3 separate regions of the Sus scrofa genome follow, and regions 1 and 3 are each linked to region 2. A link is a contact called in public Hi-C and promoter capture Hi-C data. All regions are on one chromosome and are shown on one strand. Each heading gives the region's core, a stretch centred on a gene start, on an enhancer-like site or on the middle of the called end of the contact. The rest is flanking DNA. Distances are from core to core; before and after follow the strand shown. Region 1 holds the start of P2RX7 (P2X purinoceptor 7). Region 2 holds the start of ANAPC7 (anaphase-promoting complex subunit 7). Region 3 overlaps IFT81 (intraflagellar transport protein 81 homolog).

What was found. Promoter capture Hi-C pulls out the DNA fragments that hold promoters and counts their contacts. Hi-C and Micro-C count contacts between places; a contact is called where the count stands out from the background.
Region 1: a contact with region 2 is called in a promoter capture Hi-C map of fetal skeletal muscle, with 5 times the contacts expected there. The contact joins the promoter of P2RX7 here to the promoter of ANAPC7 in region 2. A contact is called at or near these places in 1 of 5 promoter capture datasets (fetal skeletal muscle), 1 of 47 Hi-C or Micro-C datasets (embryonic fibroblasts) and 2 of 2 datasets of contacts at active chromatin or transcription factors (alveolar macrophages and skeletal muscle).
Region 3: a contact with region 2 is called in a Hi-C map of omental adipose tissue, with 2.2 times the contacts expected there. The contact joins the enhancer-like site here to the promoter of ANAPC7 in region 2. A contact is called at or near these places in 2 of 5 promoter capture datasets (fetal liver and liver), 5 of 47 Hi-C or Micro-C datasets (alveolar macrophages, embryonic fibroblasts, heart right ventricle and 2 more) and 2 of 2 datasets of contacts at active chromatin or transcription factors (alveolar macrophages and skeletal muscle).

The regions. Positions count from the first base shown.
Region 1 is chr14:31,474,800-31,478,581 of Sscrofa11.1, reverse strand. P2RX7 (P2X purinoceptor 7) reads left to right here and starts at 2,080. Exons shown (of 13, transcript XM_001926804.5): 1 at 2,080-2,381. The coding sequence starts at 2,257. The region is part of intron 2 of IFT81 (intraflagellar transport protein 81 homolog); the gene reads right to left.
Region 2 is chr14:31,787,847-31,791,451 of Sscrofa11.1, reverse strand. It overlaps ANAPC7 (anaphase-promoting complex subunit 7), which reads left to right and starts at 1,702. Exons shown (of 14, transcript XM_021072834.1): 1 at 1,702-1,908. The coding sequence starts at 1,808.
Region 3 is chr14:31,504,603-31,508,023 of Sscrofa11.1, reverse strand. The region is part of intron 2 of IFT81 (intraflagellar transport protein 81 homolog); the gene reads right to left. Among named protein-coding and RNA genes, the nearest start is that of P2RX7, 30 kb to the right of the region's middle. Within about 2 kb of position 1,678, at least 8 of the 83 cell types and tissues checked have an H3K27ac peak or open chromatin away from gene starts, as enhancers often do. A contact at or near this core is called in omental adipose tissue, where this site is marked.

The DNA.
Region 1 (3,782 bases), core at 831-3,330, 310 kb after region 2:
ACCTTCTGTGTCTGGCTTCTTTCACTTTGCATGTTTTTTAGGTTCATCCATGTTGCAGCATGTATCAGTGCTCCATTCTTTTTTATAGCTCAATAATACTCCATTGTATAGGTAGACCATATACTTTTTTAACCGTTCATCTGTCGATGAACATTTGAGTTATCTGCCTATGCACTGCTGTATCATTAGTGATTGGTGCTGTCGAAATGAGTAGATGAATAGCATGAGTAGCATTGTCCAAGGTCACGGAGGTGGTAACATGTAACTCCAGGATTAGAAGCTAGGCAATTAGTCCCTCAGCACCTATGTTCTAACCATCAAGCTTATTGCTCTCACAGGATCTCCTCTTTATATAGATGAAGATAACTTTCTGGCAGGAAAATGATGGCGTGCTCCAGGGGGGTAACTAATGATGGGACCATTTACAAAGGTGTGGGCAGAGTTAACAAAAAGTGATAAGGAATGGAAGGCTGCCTGGATTGGCAACAGCCCAGAGCCATCACCAAATCCAGCCTGAAGGGGCAAGGAGGGAGGGGTGCCCAGAGGCCCTGCCATGGGCAGTTGGAGAGCAGCCAGGAAAATTCACATCCAACCTCACTGTCCTCCTGCTCTCTGTATCCTGAACTGGGAGCAGGGAGGTAGGGGAGCCCCCCATCCAACACCCTGAATAGCTCTAATGGGTGAAAAAGTAAAAATTAGCTCAGACTAGAAAAGTAAAAGTCAGTCCGACTAACTAGCAGGCAGGAAGAGCAGATATGGATAAAGTCCACTGCAAAGGGAACAAAAAAACAGTATTTCCGAGTGTAGCTATAGGGTGATAATACCCTGCATCTTTGAGTGACGGACTGCTGCTTTCCTACTCATGGAGAAATGTCATCCACTAAAATCATAGATCTCAGAAACTTTGCTATTTGAAACTGCATCAGTAAGAATGAAATATTCTTTTGTCTGGAGGGTCTAAGTCACCCTGAGACTGAGACACAGCTCGATTTGCAGCTCAGGTGAGGAGGAGCTTTAGGTAAAAGCTTTCTGGACACAACAATCAAAGCTTTACTGCCTCCCTGGGTCCACTTTGCAATACAGATCTGAAGCTGACCATTTTATTTAAACCTGCTTTGCTGTGAGCCTGTGAAAACTCGCTTTCGTTTCAATTTAATCTCAACTCCACCTTCCCCAGAATCGATGACTCTGATAACTCTGTCCCTTTGTTTGGTGATGTGCTCTCCCTCATCTTTTTTTTTTTTCTTTTTCTTTTTTTTAAGGGCCGCACTTGTGGCATATGGAGGTTTCCAGGCTAGGAGTCAAATTGGAGCTGCAGCTGCCAGCCTAAGCCACAGTCACAGCAACACAGGATCTGAGTTGCATCTTCAACCTATGCTGCAGCTCTTGGCAACGCCAGACCCTTAACCCACTGAGCAAGGCCAGGGGTTGAACACACATCCTCATGGAAGCTAGTGGGGTTCTTAACCCACTGAGCAACAATGGGAACTCCTGTATTCTTCCTCATTGAATGGGTCAATAAACCTGATTTTGTTGGATGGCAGTTTTGTGTCTGGTGGTCTTAAGCTGATTGGGCTAGGTCATGGGTTGATCTGCCAGGGCATAGAGCTGGCCAAAGAGTAGATCTAGAGGGTCAGGCCAAAAATATCCAGCAAGGAAATAAAGTCCTCTCCCCACCCCAGCCCCCACTGTCTGCAGACCAGAGTGTTATGAGGAAGGGAGGGAGGGAGGAGAGGGACGTTGAATCATCCAGTGTTCACGGACAGCTGGGGCTGAATAAAGGGTTGTGGAAATGAATCAATCAGCTTCTGAGTGGGGCTGGAAGCAACAGAAAGATCTAGGCTCCTTACTAAGGCACAATGGCAGCACTGGGGCTCCTGACATTTGAAGGGCTGCCTCTTTACCCCAATGGAAATGAGTCCAAAAAAGTGTGAAAGGAGAAAGGGGATAAAGCAGAATTCTTAAAATGCCCTTCCTTTGAACACCATCTTTGTGCAGGCATCTGGGGGAGGCCGCTGGGGCGGGGTCATCTGTCAGCCAGGCCTGTAGGACTTGGCTTTTCCTGTTTACTCCCAGCCACATCTGGGGCAGTGGCCAGGGCCCGCCCCCACTCTGCCATCATTGGAGGAACTCAAACTTTAAAGGTCCTGCTAAGAATCAGAACATTTCAATTTCCTCTTACTGGTGGGTCTGCTGTGGCCGGTCAGGAAGGGCTGAGCCGTGGTCCAGCCCCGAGTGGAGAGCCAGCCTCTCACCATGCCAGCCTGGTGCAGCTGGAACGACGTTTTCCAGTATGAGACAAACAAAGTCACCCGGATCCAGAGCATGAATTACGGCACCATTAAGTGGTTCTTCCACGTATTGGTCTTTTCCTATGTTAGGTAAGTGGGGCGTGAGGAGGGCCCTGAATCTCTGCAGTGGCTGAAAGCAGCCCAGAAAACCTCAAGGTGCAGCTCCTGATGCACATTCTGAATCCTCTGTGGTTTTAAAATCTGCAAGCTGGGGGTGGAGGTGGGGAGTCGGGAGAGGAAGCAGGGCCAGTCTGCTGCAGGGAGAAGCCACAGGAAGGGAGTGTGACACCATGGGTTCTAACCCAGGCCTGCTGGGGCAAGCTGGGCAGGGCATGCCTGGAGAAGGTGGGGAAATGCAGGGCAACACCCTGGATTCCTGGGAAGGAGTAAAGGATTTGGGACACGCCTGATGATAATGCCGGCATCAATCTGAGTCATCCCTGCTCTTGGGGAGGAATAGGACTAGACCTGTAAAAGCAACTTCAGGTCCTCCTTGGTGTCAAGAAGACCCTTCTTGCTCCTTTTTTTTTTGAAAAAAAACCAGCTTATTGAGATACAATTCACATACCATACAATGCACCCATTTAAAGGATACAATTCAGCAGTTTTTAGCATATTCAAAGAGTTGTGCAACCATCCACAATTAATTTTAGAATATTTTCACAGCTCCTGTCATGGCTTAGTGGAAAAGACTCTGACTAGCATACATGAGGACGCAAGTTCGATCCCTGGCCTTGCTCAGTGGGTAAGGATCTGGCGTTGACATGAGCTGTGGTGTAGGTTGCAGATGTGGCTCGGATCCCACATTGCTGTGGCTGTGGTGTAGGCCGGCAGCTACAGCTCTGATTCGACCCCTAGCCTGGGACCCTCCATATGCTGTGGGTGTGGCTCTAAAAAAAAAAAAAAGGCCATATTTTCATTACCTCATAACCAGAACAAAACAAAACCCTACATCCCTTAACCATCACTCTCAATCCTCCTATTCCCCTGCAGCTCCAGGTACCCACTGATCTGTTTTCTGGCTCTATGGATTTACCTATTTTGGATAATTCATACAAATGGAATCACACAATATATCATCCTTTTGCAACTGTTTTCAAGGTTCAGCCATGTTAGAACATGTATCTCTATTGCATTCCTTTTAATGGCTGAGTAATATTCCATTGTATGGATATACGACTTTTGAGTGGAAGTTTGGGTTGTTTCTAATTTTTGACTATGATGAATGATGCTGCTGTGAACATCTGTGCACACATTGTTTTTCGAACATGTCTTCAGTTTTCTTGGGTATGTACATCTGAATGGAACCGTTGGATAACTTGGCAAACTCTCCTCAGTCTTTTGAGGAACCATTCAACTGTTTTTCACAGTGGCTGCACCATCTCATATTCCCACCAGCAATGTATGTTCCAATTTCTCCACATCCTCATCATCACTTGTTAGCGTCTGTCTTTTGGATTACAGGCCCCAGTGAGTGAGTATTTCATTGTG
Region 2 (3,605 bases), core at 453-2,952:
GTCTTGGGAGCACTGAGATGCAGGTTCGATCCCCAGCCCAGCACAGTGGGTTAGGAATCTGGCATTGCTGCAACTTCAGTTTAGGTTGCAGCTGTGGCTCAGATCTGATCCCTGGCCTGGGAACTACATATGCTGAGGGGTGGCCAAAAAAAGAAAAAAAAAAGGTCTATGGGAGTTCTCACTATGGTGCAATGGGTTAACAATCTCACTGCAGGATATCCTGCTGTGGTGCAGTGGGTTAATGATCTGGCTTGTCTCTGTGGTGTTTCGGGTTTAATCCTTAGCCCCAGGCAGTGGGTTAAGGATCCGGCATTGCTGCAGCTGTGGCACAGGCTGCTGATGTGGCTTGGATTCTGTCCTTGGCCCAGGAACTTTCACTTACCTTGGGTTCAGCCAAAAAACGTTAAACAAACAAACAAAAGACTCTAACTGCAATGGCTCAGGTTGCTATGGAGGCTTAGATTCAATCCCTGGCCTGGGATACTCCATATGCTGCGACAAATGCTGGAGAAAAAGGAACTCTTCTACACTGTTGGTGGGAGTGTAAATAGGTGCAGCCACTATGGAAAATGAAGTATGGAGATTCGTCAAAAAACTAACAATAGAATTGCCTTATGATCCAGCAATCCCACTCTTGGGCATATATCCAGATAAAACTACAGTGCAAAAAGATACAATTACCACTATGTTCATAGCAGCACTATTCACAAGACATGGATGGAAACAATCTAAATGTCCATCAACAGATGAATGGATAAAGAAGATATGGTATGTATACATACATAAAACGGACTACTACCCAACCATAAAAAATAATGAAATAATGCCATTTGCAGCAACATGATGGACCTAGCGATTATTAAGGAAAAGTCAGTCAGAAGAAGAAAGTCAACATCATGTGATATCACTTATATGTGGAATCTAAAATACAACACAAATGAACATATATATGAAACAGACTCAGACATAGACAACAGACTTGTGGTTGCCAAGGGGGAGGGGAGTGAGGGAGGGAAGTATTGGAGGTTTGGGGTTAGCAGATGCAAACTCTTATATGTAGGATAGATTAACAAGCACAGGGAACTGCAGAGCACGGGGAACTGCAGTCAATATCCTGTGATAAACCATAATGGAAAATATGAAAAAGAATGTATGTAAGTACAACTGAATCAAAAGAATGTATGTAAGTACAACTGAATCACTTTGCCGTACAGAAGAAATTAACGGAAATTATAAATCAATTATACTTCAATCAAAAAAGTAAAGCCGCCTGCAGGTGCCCATAACACCTGAGGGGGGGCGTGGCACTTTTTGCCTAGAGCTCCTGTGGCAGCCAGTGCTGCCCCTGGCGCCTGATTGAAATATTTAATTCCAGCTGTTAGGAATTCCTCCCCCACCTACAAATAACTTTTATGATGTTAAACACTTTTTATTAATTTATGAAACACAAATTCCTCTCAGACGCATTTCAATTGAGCATGTATACATTCTGAGGTGTCTTTTGTCTGCAGCCAACTGTAAACCCTCAATAAAGACTGCAGTTCAGAAGGCTGGTGTAACTCTTACTAAAAACAAAAACCCCAAAAACCAAATTGTACCGCTTCACACGAGGCATGGCGGGGAAGGAATTGAGGTTTGTTTGTTTGCTTTTTTTCAGGCATTTCAGTAGCTGCCTATTATCTTGGGGGCGGTGCCTCGTTTGGATCCGATGGACCCCGGCGGGGCCGCCATTTTGGAGTCTTCTCTAAGGAGCGTCTACCGGCTTTAAGCGCTGGTGCCGCCGCTCCCCGCGGCCTGGCTGGGCGGAATGAATGTGATAGACCACGTGCGAGACATGGCGGCCGCGGGGCTGCACTCCAATGTGCGGCTCCTTAGCAGCTTGTTACTCACAATGAGTAATAACAACCCGTGAGTTGAGGCGGGGAGCGGCCTGGGGCTGAGGAGAAAGCGGTGCGGGTTTGGGAGCGGGGGCTGAGGGGTCCGGAGACTGGCGGGAAGAAGCGGCTGCGGGCTTCAGCTGACGTTCCGGGGTCAGCGAGGGTCTCGCTGGGCAGAGCCGACTTAGGAACGCTAGTTGAGTTTACTAGGTCCCAGCGGTAGACCAGGCACTGGGATGAGCTCCCTGTGGGGGATTCGGCGAGCGGCGCTTTCTAGATATGGGAGGCGGAGGCTCTGAGGACGACCCTGGCGAGCGTTCCCCGAAAGTTAGGAGCAGAGGTTTTCTGAGGCACCTGTCGCCGGGCATTGCGCCTGTCACATCGTTGGGCTAACTCCTCCCTTCCCTACCCCTTTTCGAAGGACATTTCTTCGCTCGCCAAGGCTCAAAGAAGCCCAGTTCTAGTTTTAGACTTTCGTCCCACATCTGAGATTGATCTTTCCTTTTGGGTATATCAGCAAGGTTCTCTTAATCGCCCCCGAAAATGGGAGACTTTCTTGGTAAGTGGGAGTGGCGCCTTTTTAAGCAGTGCCTCTTTCTGTTTGCAAAGCTGCCATTTTTAGAGTTTTATTACAGGTACAGCACAGGGCTGTTTCCAGCTTTGAGTGCATATCGTTCCTCTGCTTAAATTTCTCCAAAGTGCTTAAATTAACATTCCTTCCCACGGCCTAGGAGGTCAAATATATAGCTCTCCTGCTCTATCTCACCTACTCTGCCCTCTGTACTTCAGCTTCCCTGTCTATTCTTTCTGTTACTTGAACAGACCAAGCTGGTTCTCAACTCAGGACTTTTGCATTTCCTGTTCTGCTTGGAATCCTTACCTCAGAGCTGCCTCCTCATGTAGGTTTCAGTTCAGATACATCTCTTAGAGAACTCTTCTCTGGCCATTAGAATTGTCCCTTATTCTCACTATTTTATTCCTTTGCTCTGTTTAACATTTTGCGTCTTTTTTTTCCCCCAAACTGAGGTGTAATTGACATATTAGTCTCATGTGGAACATAATGATTGGATATTTGTGTGTTTAGTGTATCTATTACTGCACATAGTTACAGATTTTTATCTTATTTTGCTTTTTTAGGGCTGCACCTGTGGCATAGGGAAATTCCCAGGCTAGGGGTAGAATGAGAGCTGCAGCTGCCAGCCTACACCACAGCCACAGCAACGCAGGATACATAACCCACTGAGCAAGGCCAAGGATAGAACCCACATCCTCATGGACATTAGTCAGGTTCTTAACCTGCTGGACCACAATGGGAACTCTGAATATTTTTTTCTTGGGATGAGAACTCTGTTTTTTTGGCAGCGCCCATGGCATGTCAGGTTACTGGGACAAAGATTGAACCTGCACCACAGCAGTGACACTAGCTGCCGCAGTGACAACACCGCATCCTTGACCTGCTGTGCCATGAGGAAACTCTGTGATAAGAACATTTAAGATCTATAGTCTGCATCACTTTTTTGTGTTACTGGTTTTTTGTTTTGTTTTGTTTGTTTTTTGTCTTTTTGTCTTTTTCTAAGGCTGCACTCATGGCATATGGAGGTTCCCAGGCCAGGGGTCTAATCGGAGCTCAGCCACTGGCCTACGCCACAGCCACAGCAATGCCAGATCTGAGCTGCGTCTGCAACCTATACCACAGCTCACAGCAATGCCAAATCCTGAACCCACTGA
Region 3 (3,421 bases), core at 429-2,928, 280 kb after region 2:
AGGCACATAAATTAGTGGTTAATGAGTAACTACCCCTTCATTTCTCATTCATTCCTTCATTCAACAAATATTGAAGACCAGTTATGTCCTGTGCACTGAGCCAGGGTCTGGAAAGACAGTGATGATGACGATGGTAACAGTCATAATAATAATAATAAGAGTTACCATTTGTTGATTTGCACTTATTGATAAATATTTCAATTCATAATAAGTTATTTAGTACCTTCTATGGTCTAGTCATTAGTGACACTGAATATTAATTCAGAGTTATCCAGTCCTTGCCAGTGTGGAGTTTACAAGGAGGAAGGGGAGCAGAAATGACAGCTATTGTACAAGTGATCCTATTGGATCTTAACAACAGCTTTTTGAACTGGGGTTTTCCAACCTCAGTGCTATGGACATTTTGGGTTGGATCATTCTTTGTTCTGGGGTGTGTGTGTGTGTGTGTGTGTGTGTGTGTGTGTTGGGAGGGGCTGCTCTGTGTACTGAGGGATATTTAGCAATATTCCTGGCCTCTACCCGCTAGGCATCAATAGCAATAACTCCTCTCCCTTTAGTTCCTCAGTTGTGACAACCAAAAACTGTCTCTAGACATTGCCAAATGTCCCTGGGGGACAAATATCACTTCTGGTTGAGCATCACTTTTTCAATAGATGAGGAAGTAGAGACTCAGGGCAGGTTATAAAAATTCCTTAAGATCATACCACTGGCAAGTAGGGCTCATACCCTGGTCATTCTGATTCCAAAGCCCATGGGCCTAACCATTACAGTGTAAAACCCCATTTCCTAGGCAACAGATGCCTGTAGGTTTGGATGGCTAAGACCTCATTAGCTCATTTCACAAGATGGAAGTCAACTGTGCTAGTACGGATCCTCCGAGAAGCAGATGCCAAGATGGGCATCCACTTGCAAGAGATTTACTTAGGATTTACTTATTTATGCCTTTGGAGGATAAAGAGGAAGGGAGTGGGGGTAGGCAGGAGACTGTTCAGACTGTGCTGCTGGTCTGATACCTTGGAAGGAGAGGGGGAAGGAAGGATGTGATAGGAAGAGCCTTGGACAGTGGCACAGTTCTAAGAGTTTTGGCTATGCTGAAGGGGATTCCCCAGCCACAGTCAGCTATAAGAGGAATTCTAGGTTGGGAAGCAGGGATGCTACACTAGTACTCCCACTGTGCTCTGTCATTGGCTGCGAGCAGCCCGGGAGGTATGACCTCAGCATGAACTTGGTGGACCCAGAGGAGTGGGAGTGAGGCTGTCAGGCAGCCAGGCTTATCGAAGCAGACTCTATTGAAGGAGTTCTGAGTGGTGCGCTCCACCGCTACCATGTCATCAGGGAAGTGTTACCCAGAGTGGCATTCAACTTAAGGCAAGGAGATGGAAAAGGCACTGGTGATGTGGTGGGCAGCAAAGCCACGCTGGCATCCTTTAAGCAAAAGGGCTCATTTTCCTTGAAATATTTTAAGCTATTAGTTTCAAATCTAATGGAAAAGGAGCTTTTCTTTCCAGACGTTCCCAATAAATATAGTTGAGTCTCACTGATCCTGATTGGTCTGATCTAGTTATGTGCCCACCCGTGAGCCAATCACTGGCCAGAGGGATGTGGTGTTTTGAGTGGTCAGTTTCGGTCATGTGACCACCTCCAGATGAAAGGGTGGGGGTAAGGGTTGAGGGTTGATAACGGAGAAGGAGTGACTCCCCAGAAGAGAACTGGATGTAGTTATTAGAAGGGGGATGAATTCTGGACAGGCCAAAAAACCCAGATACCTGTTACACCTAGAATCTTCTTCACCACCTTACAATATGCACCCGTTGTCTTCTCTACTCCCACCCCCCACATTCCTACCCTCTTATTGGAAGGCCACCCTCATACCTTCTTTTCTCATTCAAGACACCCAGGTCAATATATAACTGAACCACTTTGCTGTATGCCTGAAACTAACATAACATTATAATTCAACTCTACTTCAATAAAATAAAAATAAAATAAAAAGACCCAGGTCAAGCCTCTCCTATTCAACCATTCTGATTGTGGAACTAGAATAGTTTAGACCAGCAGTGGTACTCCAAGCAGACTATCAAATGATACCCCTGTCCCCAGCTCCAGATTCTGATACCCACCCTTAACCACCAAGATTATCACTGTTTTTGACTATTCCAGTTTCAACAATCAAATTGTTCTTCTGGGAACTCCTAATACAGTGAGAATATAAACCACAGATACACAGACACACACAGACACACAGACACACACGCACGCACACACGCACACACGCACGCACGCACGCACTCAGCTCCATTGCTGTTGAATGAATGAATGAGGAGATACTTTACATGCATTTCCATAATTAGAAATCAGGATCTAGTTTAGAAGGAAATAAACAAACAAGTTAGTGGTAGCTGTCTTGATGGATCGTGAGTCATTGTGACTTTATTCTTATCAATATTTTGTTACAATTTTTAAAAAGAGATAATAGAAAAAAGGAAATCATGCAAGTCTGGTTTAAACATCTGGACTATAAGCAAGGTGAGGGTAAGGGACCAAGTGTTGATTCTGATATATCCAAGTGGGAGCTAAATTAACAGCATCAAGGGCTTATAACAGAGACTGTGGATTCTCTTCCCCAAAGCCAGTCCTCCTTTCCTCTTTCAGACTCTCCAAACCCCAGTTGTGTGTGGTGTCCTCTGCCTCATCCTCATTGCATGTGCTTCATTGAAGCCAATGCCAGCCCCGCTGCCTGATCCATCTAATCCAGGGTTTCTCAACCTCAGCACTATATATATATAGTCTTTTTGCCATTTCTTGGGCTGCTCCCACGGCATATGGAGGTTCCCAGGCTAGGGGGCTAATTGGAGCTGTAGCTGCTGGCCTACACCAGAGCCACAGCAATGCAGGATCCAAGCTGCATTGTATAGGTCTGCGACCTACATCACAGCTCACAACAACGCCAGATCCCCAACCCACTGAGCAAGGCCAGGGATAGAACCCGAAACCTCATGGTTCCTAGACGGATTCGTTAACCACTGAGCTACGACGGGAACTCCAACCTCAGCACTATTGACATTTGGGGCAGGATAAGTCTGCTGATGCTGTTGAGTTGCTGCATGTGCCACTTTGGAGTTGACTTGTTATATGAAGTAAGGTTTTCCTTAATGTTTAAGTGTTTAAGCTAATTTGAGTTGTGCCTTTCTGTTACAGCACCTTAACCGATCTGGGGGTCTGTTAAAGACATTGCACACACACACAAATAAAATGACCATCAAAAACAGTGATAATCTGGGTGGTTGAGAGTGGGTATCAGAATCTGGAGCTAGGACCAGGTGTGTCACTTGATAGTCCCCTTGGAGTACCACTGGTGATCTAAACTATTCTAGCTCCACAAGGAATTGCTGGGAACTTATGCAGATGTTGAAACAGGGGA